2 separate regions of the Mus musculus genome follow, and region 1 is linked to region 2. A link is a contact called in public Hi-C data. All regions are on one chromosome and are shown on one strand. The core of a region is the stretch at or near the end of the contact, and the rest is flanking DNA. Distances in the headings are between cores, read along the strand shown. Region 1 overlaps Snx29 (sorting nexin 29). Region 2 overlaps Snx29 (sorting nexin 29).

Evidence for each region. A called contact is a pair of places that touch in the nucleus more often than the background predicts.
Region 1: a Hi-C map of pre-pro-B cells shows a contact between it and region 2, with 1.7 times the contacts expected there. The contact joins two enhancer-like sites. A contact is called at or near these places in 7 of 484 Hi-C or Micro-C datasets (the N1E-115 cell line, conventional type 1 dendritic cells, macrophages and 3 more), 1 of 115 datasets of contacts at active chromatin or transcription factors (embryonic stem cells) and 1 of 9 other capture datasets (embryonic stem cells).

The regions. Positions count from the first base shown.
Region 1 is chr16:11,741,911-11,744,610 of GRCm38.p6, reverse strand. All of the region lies in intron 20 of Snx29 (sorting nexin 29), which reads right to left. Among named protein-coding and RNA genes, the nearest start is that of 4833415N18Rik, 36 kb to the left of the region's middle. Within about 2 kb of position 1,325, at least 18 of the 459 cell types and tissues checked have an H3K27ac peak or open chromatin away from gene starts, as enhancers often do. A contact at or near this core is called in pre-pro-B cells, where this site is marked.
Region 2 is chr16:11,694,416-11,697,210 of GRCm38.p6, reverse strand. All of the region lies in intron 18 of Snx29 (sorting nexin 29), which reads right to left. Among named protein-coding and RNA genes, the nearest start is that of 4833415N18Rik, 84 kb to the left of the region's middle. Within about 2 kb of position 1,305, at least 20 of the 459 cell types and tissues checked have an H3K27ac peak or open chromatin away from gene starts, as enhancers often do. A contact at or near this core is called in pre-pro-B cells, where this site is marked.

The sequences.
Region 1 (2,700 bases), core at 76-2,575, 47 kb before region 2:
GGATCTAGGGCAGTGCCAGACAGCTGTCTGTGGTCATCATTTGGAGGGGCTGCAGCAGGCACAGATTGTACCCAGGGGACTTCCCCAGGAAACAGAGAACAGCCGCATGCCCCCCACCAGGCTTTATTCTGACTTGGGCAAAAGGACCCCGAATAGCAACCCTGAACATGGATGGCACTGGTGAACTAGTAGGAGAGGCAGAAAAGCTCTGTGGCTCGTCCCTCCCCTTGTGACCCCAGTCCCACACCCAGCAGCGCACTGCCTTACTTCATCCTCACGCTCATTTTCTCACCTGGGGAAGTAACAGCAACACAAACACCAAGGGAGCAAGTGGGTTCCAGTGACCCAATGGGAGGAAGCCCCGGCCTAGCTCAGGGCATCCGACAGGGTGAAGAACACATTGTTTTCAACACCTGTCTCACTCCTGTCTATGGAGCCCACAGGTCTGCAGATAGCTTTACAAGATCCAACGAGCCTGCTCAGACCATGTCAACATGGCAACACGGCACCATAGTCACAGGGTCCTGTTTCTCTATACACTGTTCACTGCAGAATGAGGGCTTCCCACAGCTGCCCGTTGAGAAAGGCCACGCCCAAAAGCACGCTGGCCCAAGCAACCCCTCCACACTTTCCTGCTTCCCCTATGTTGACCCTGATGGCTAACTCAGTACACTGCTACACTGATGGGGTGGCAGGGATGCCACCACAATTGTGGGCACACCACCTGCTGTGTGGGGCCTCTGCCAACTTAGCAGCCTAGGAGCAGAGAGCTTGCTACTCTTGATGCTCTGAGGCTGTGCTTCACAGGCTGTTCAGACAAAGGAGGAACTCTGGAAAACCCTGATCCCCTTCAACCCTGACAGTTCCTTCCCAGCTTCCCCTCTGCCTGGCCAGGCTACATTCTACCCTGTCTCAGGGCCCAACACTGGTCATCGCTGTGTTTTGTTCCTCCCTCTTTCTTTGGCCGCCTCAGTGACTCCCAAGTCAGTCGTTCTCACTAGTGTCCTGGGAACCTGCATCCTGAAGAAGGATGCTCCAAATCCCTAAGTGAGAGGAGTCTTCATGATTTCAATTCCAAAAATCAGACTTGAAGATTGCACCAACAAGAACCTGTTCTTAGAATATCCTCATGTTTTCCACTCACTATTATAGCAACTCACAGTGACCAGTGCAGTAAACGGGCAATACTAGCTTGGGTTAGACTGACATAGCAACAGCCTAGAGTGAATACCTTAGGCAGGGAGGACTCCAGCCAATACCACCAGCACTGCTACAGCAGTGTGTGCCATGCCTACCTCCTAGGGAGGCTGTAACTACACAGATTCATGCTTCTAGAGTGTGCTTTCTTACAGCTCCTGTGATACATCCTATGCAGATTAACATACTAGTGTTTACTGTCTTTGCAAGGATGTTCCTGTGTTTGCCATTTCGCTCAGCATTTGCAAAGGCAGGATGAGCAACAGGGAAGAATGAAAATGGAGAGGAGGAAGGGAGAGGGATATGAGCCTCGAAACACAACAGCTCAGGAGGGCTGGGTGCAAGGCTAACAACCTCGAGGGTTTGTAGCCTCCCTCAGCCCTGAAGCAGGCTGATCCAGACTTTGACCTTGCTGCCACTGAGAAGGAAATTACCCTAAGGGGGAGCCTTCTGACCTAGATGGCTCTTTTGTTCTGCCACCTGCCACTGCTCTCTCCAAGACACTGCTACCTGCTGAGAAGCACCTGATACATTCTGGAGGAACATCCTATTCTACACATCACCTACAGGCTGGCTCCAGACACCAAGAATGGACTGGCAGGGGATGGACCTTCCCCTTGTATAAGTAGACTCCCATAGTAAACTGGAGAGCCTCGAACAGAATCATGTCTTGGCTCCATTAACCTCACGCCCTCTAAGTCTCTTTCAGCCCCAGCCTGCCTCCCTGGTGTACCCGGTCCTTGTAAGCCACAGGCCAGCATACAACAAGTGTTGCCCAGTGCCTCCTAACTAAATAGAGATGCAAGGACAGAGACTGCCCCCTGCCCTGGGTGGGGCGGGGGAGCTCCCTGGGATTAGAGTCCACAGAAGGACAGAGTCCAGCAAAGCAAGCCATGATCCTTCGCGCCCCAAATGCCAGTGCAGTTACACTTATTTTTAAACCCTTTCTGCTTGCGGCCATGTAGCTTGTGCATCAGTGATGTCCTGAACATCTCTGAAGTAATGAGGACTGTGGAGCCTAGAGGGCTCTTGACGATCCACCACACTGACTCAAGATAAAAAGTTCTGAGCTGTACGAGTCAGTAACACCTTTTGAAGCAAAAAAGCCTCCATGTGGGCTCAAGTGGGCCCTGGCAGAGCACACAGCAGCCCACTGCGACCCTGGACTAAACTTAATTGCTCTCTGGGAGAACATGGCTCTTCTAGTCTCATCAGAAACTATATTTAACAATGTTTGGAGTAAAAGCAACAGTGGGTGGAGAAACACGGCCCACACTTCTGCTGAACCTCCACGTGGGGGTCTGTGCTGTGACCTACTTTATTCTGTCTCCCCCATCTGTCCCTCCCAGGGACATGGACGCTTCCAAGGGATGAGTTACACTGCAAAGAAACATTTTAATGATAATATGGTAAGTGGCAGCCTAGCAAATCACTGAGGCCATGTGATGTGAAGTCAGGCTCCCTTCCTTAAGGGCCTCACCTTCCCTGGGTCTGAGCAAACCT
Region 2 (2,795 bases), core at 56-2,555:
TGCATCAGATAGAGGCTTTCTGGGGTCAGAACGCTTGTAAAATTCTGTGTGTGCCTTGGGGGCTTGTACCTGTATAGGGAACACACACTGCCTCTGGGTCATGTGATCTGAGCTTTACTTTTGAGGATCTTCTGTGTCTCTGCCCCCTAGGGCCCGAGGAAGGATAAAACTTAAGCCACTTGCAAAAACGAAGGCCATTTCCAAGGTCAAGGCAGCACTCTTACTAGCAAAAGGGCTCAGAAACAATAAAAGAAATGATAGCCAACATTAGAATAAGACACTGTTTTATTTAACCACTCAATGTTGAAGGTTAGGCCTGTGAATATCTATGGGAGGAGGGTCACAGTGCCCATCCTAACAATACTGACCACAGCCTCACTAGCACCCCAGCACCGGCATAGCTACACTAGGGAGAGATGCAGGAACCAGTTCCCAGGTAAGGTGCCCTCCTCCCACCTCAGTTCACTGTAAGATGGGGAACTGGAAGCCTGGCTGGCTACTCCCTTGACCTCCCCTTCTCCAAGCAGGGTGTGGGGTGCTCTGAGAAGACCTTCATTGCCCCAGCTGGAGGGCAGGTGCCCTTTCTGGACAGCTCAGCCCATGGCATCAACAGCATTCTTCCACAGTTCTTTGGAAGACACTCAGCACCTCCTGACTCGGCGCTGTTACATTTTGGATGGGGTAATTCCTTATGGTGTAGATTCACATGCATTGTGGGGTATTTACAACATCCCTTCCTAGGATTCCTTGGGTGTCGGGAGCACTGGTACCCTCCATAACAACATCTCCTTGGGAATCACGGAAGGAAACTGTCTCAGAGAGGTTCAGCCACTTGCCTAGGAAGTACCTCATCAATGTTGTATCTATCTCACTTAAGTTTCTTAACCATTTCATGAGGTGGGTGCAATTATCCCATCTTATAGATGACAAAAGTAAGGCTCGGCAAGAACTTCCCACAGCCCAGTACCTGGGGACTGGCCCTTCCTAGAAGCAAACCCAGAAAGACCATGTGGGTAGCTGTCCACAGTGACACATTATGCCCCTATTAGGGAAGGGTAGGAGGCAGCCAGCAAAGCCAGGTTGGCTGTGAGTATCCTGGATGTAGTGATACAATCAGGCCTTAAAAGCTGTGGTACAGGGCATCTTTGAAGAGTGAATACTACTGAGCAGGTCACAGCCACACTCTGGCAGCCCTCAGCTCATCAGGGGATCAACTGCATAAATTGCCACCACTGACTACAGCAGCACTATACAGTGGCCACACAGCTGCAAAGATTCCTAACCACAACACTTCTCTCAGCACCAAGAATGCTGCCATCTAAGAAAAGGAAGTCTGAGCTTAGCAGGCAGCCAGGAGCCACAGTTCCTATCATAGTGGGGGTCTGGAACCCATGTTCATGAGACTAATCTGTAGGGATGTGGCAGACAGGGAGTACTGGGGTCTGGACTCTAGTGCTAGGCCCTGGGCAGTGGGAGGGTTAGATGAATAAGTACAACAGTCAGTATGCCTAGGGTTCTCCTACTCGAGGACAGAGGGTGCCACACTGGAGGCTGCAGATCCTATCCCATTGAAGAAGGCAAACATCCTGTTTAAAATGACATCTGCCTTGCTAATCATGACACTTGATGCGTAATGTGGCTGCCCAGTTCCTCTTCAGCTGCCTCTTTACTGGACAAACGGATCACAGCCATGTACCTGCTTCTGTGGGCTGTGGATCCTTCCCTGAGCTCCACTTCTGAGTCATATTAAACAAACAAATGCTGGTGTCTCCATTGTGGCCACAAGAAGGCCACAGTAGTGGAAATGAGAGCAGTGAGTTGGGGCTTGGGGCAAGGGACAAGCAGGCTGACTGCAAAGACCTCTGGAAGGAGGTGCACCTGCAGAGGAATGTTGGTTTGGTAAGGTGCAAGCTATATAATCTCAAGTGGCTTGTGTGACATCTCGGAAGCTCTATCCCTCTATCAAATGGGCTAATGGCATCACTGCTGCCGCCTGGTGCTCATGGTGCTCAGGATGCTGGCCTTCCATGACAGTAGTCTCAGCCTTTCTCACTTGATTTGGGGAGCTTTTATCTTAGATGCCCAGAGAGGTAACATTGTCAGCTTGTCAGGGTCTAGAATTATTCAGCACATTTCTGAGAAATTCTGTGAGGGATTGTATTGAGTAAATTAACTGAGGTGGGGGGTGTGTATTAAATGCACTGGTGACCCCATGCCATGGGCTGGAATCTAAGACTGAGAAAACAAGAAATAAGCTGAACACAAGTTTTTAATCTCTGCTTCCAGAATGTAGATGCCAGGTGACCAGCAGCCTCACACTTGTGCCACTTACCTGCCCTAATGACAAGAGTTCCTAATGTGGTACCCATGAATCTTGGGTCGAGAGTCCTCCCCACTACCCTCCCGACAAGCACGCCAATGAGGAGGGCCCTCTTATGTGGGGTTGCTGTTTTAGCTTTTGTTCAGTAAAATGAAGTGCCCTAAGCTCATGAAAGCAACCTCAGGAGCCACCTGGAAAACCGGAGCAAGAGCTGAACGCCTTCTCCATAAAACTGCACCGGAGCTCAGACAGGCAGTTTTCAAAAAGCATCCAATTATAGCCCTGGGCCACTGGTCTCCTGCGCTAACAAGATGAAATTGATTTACTTTCTGAGCCAGGCAATCCAGCTGCCAGTGAACACCACTCCCTTTCAATTGTGTAATCTCTACTCTGTCCAGTGGTTTTTCTGGGATTTCATTTCCATAGTTAAAAGACAGAGATTTGAGCAGAGGTGAGAACTAGTCTGTAAAGTTCT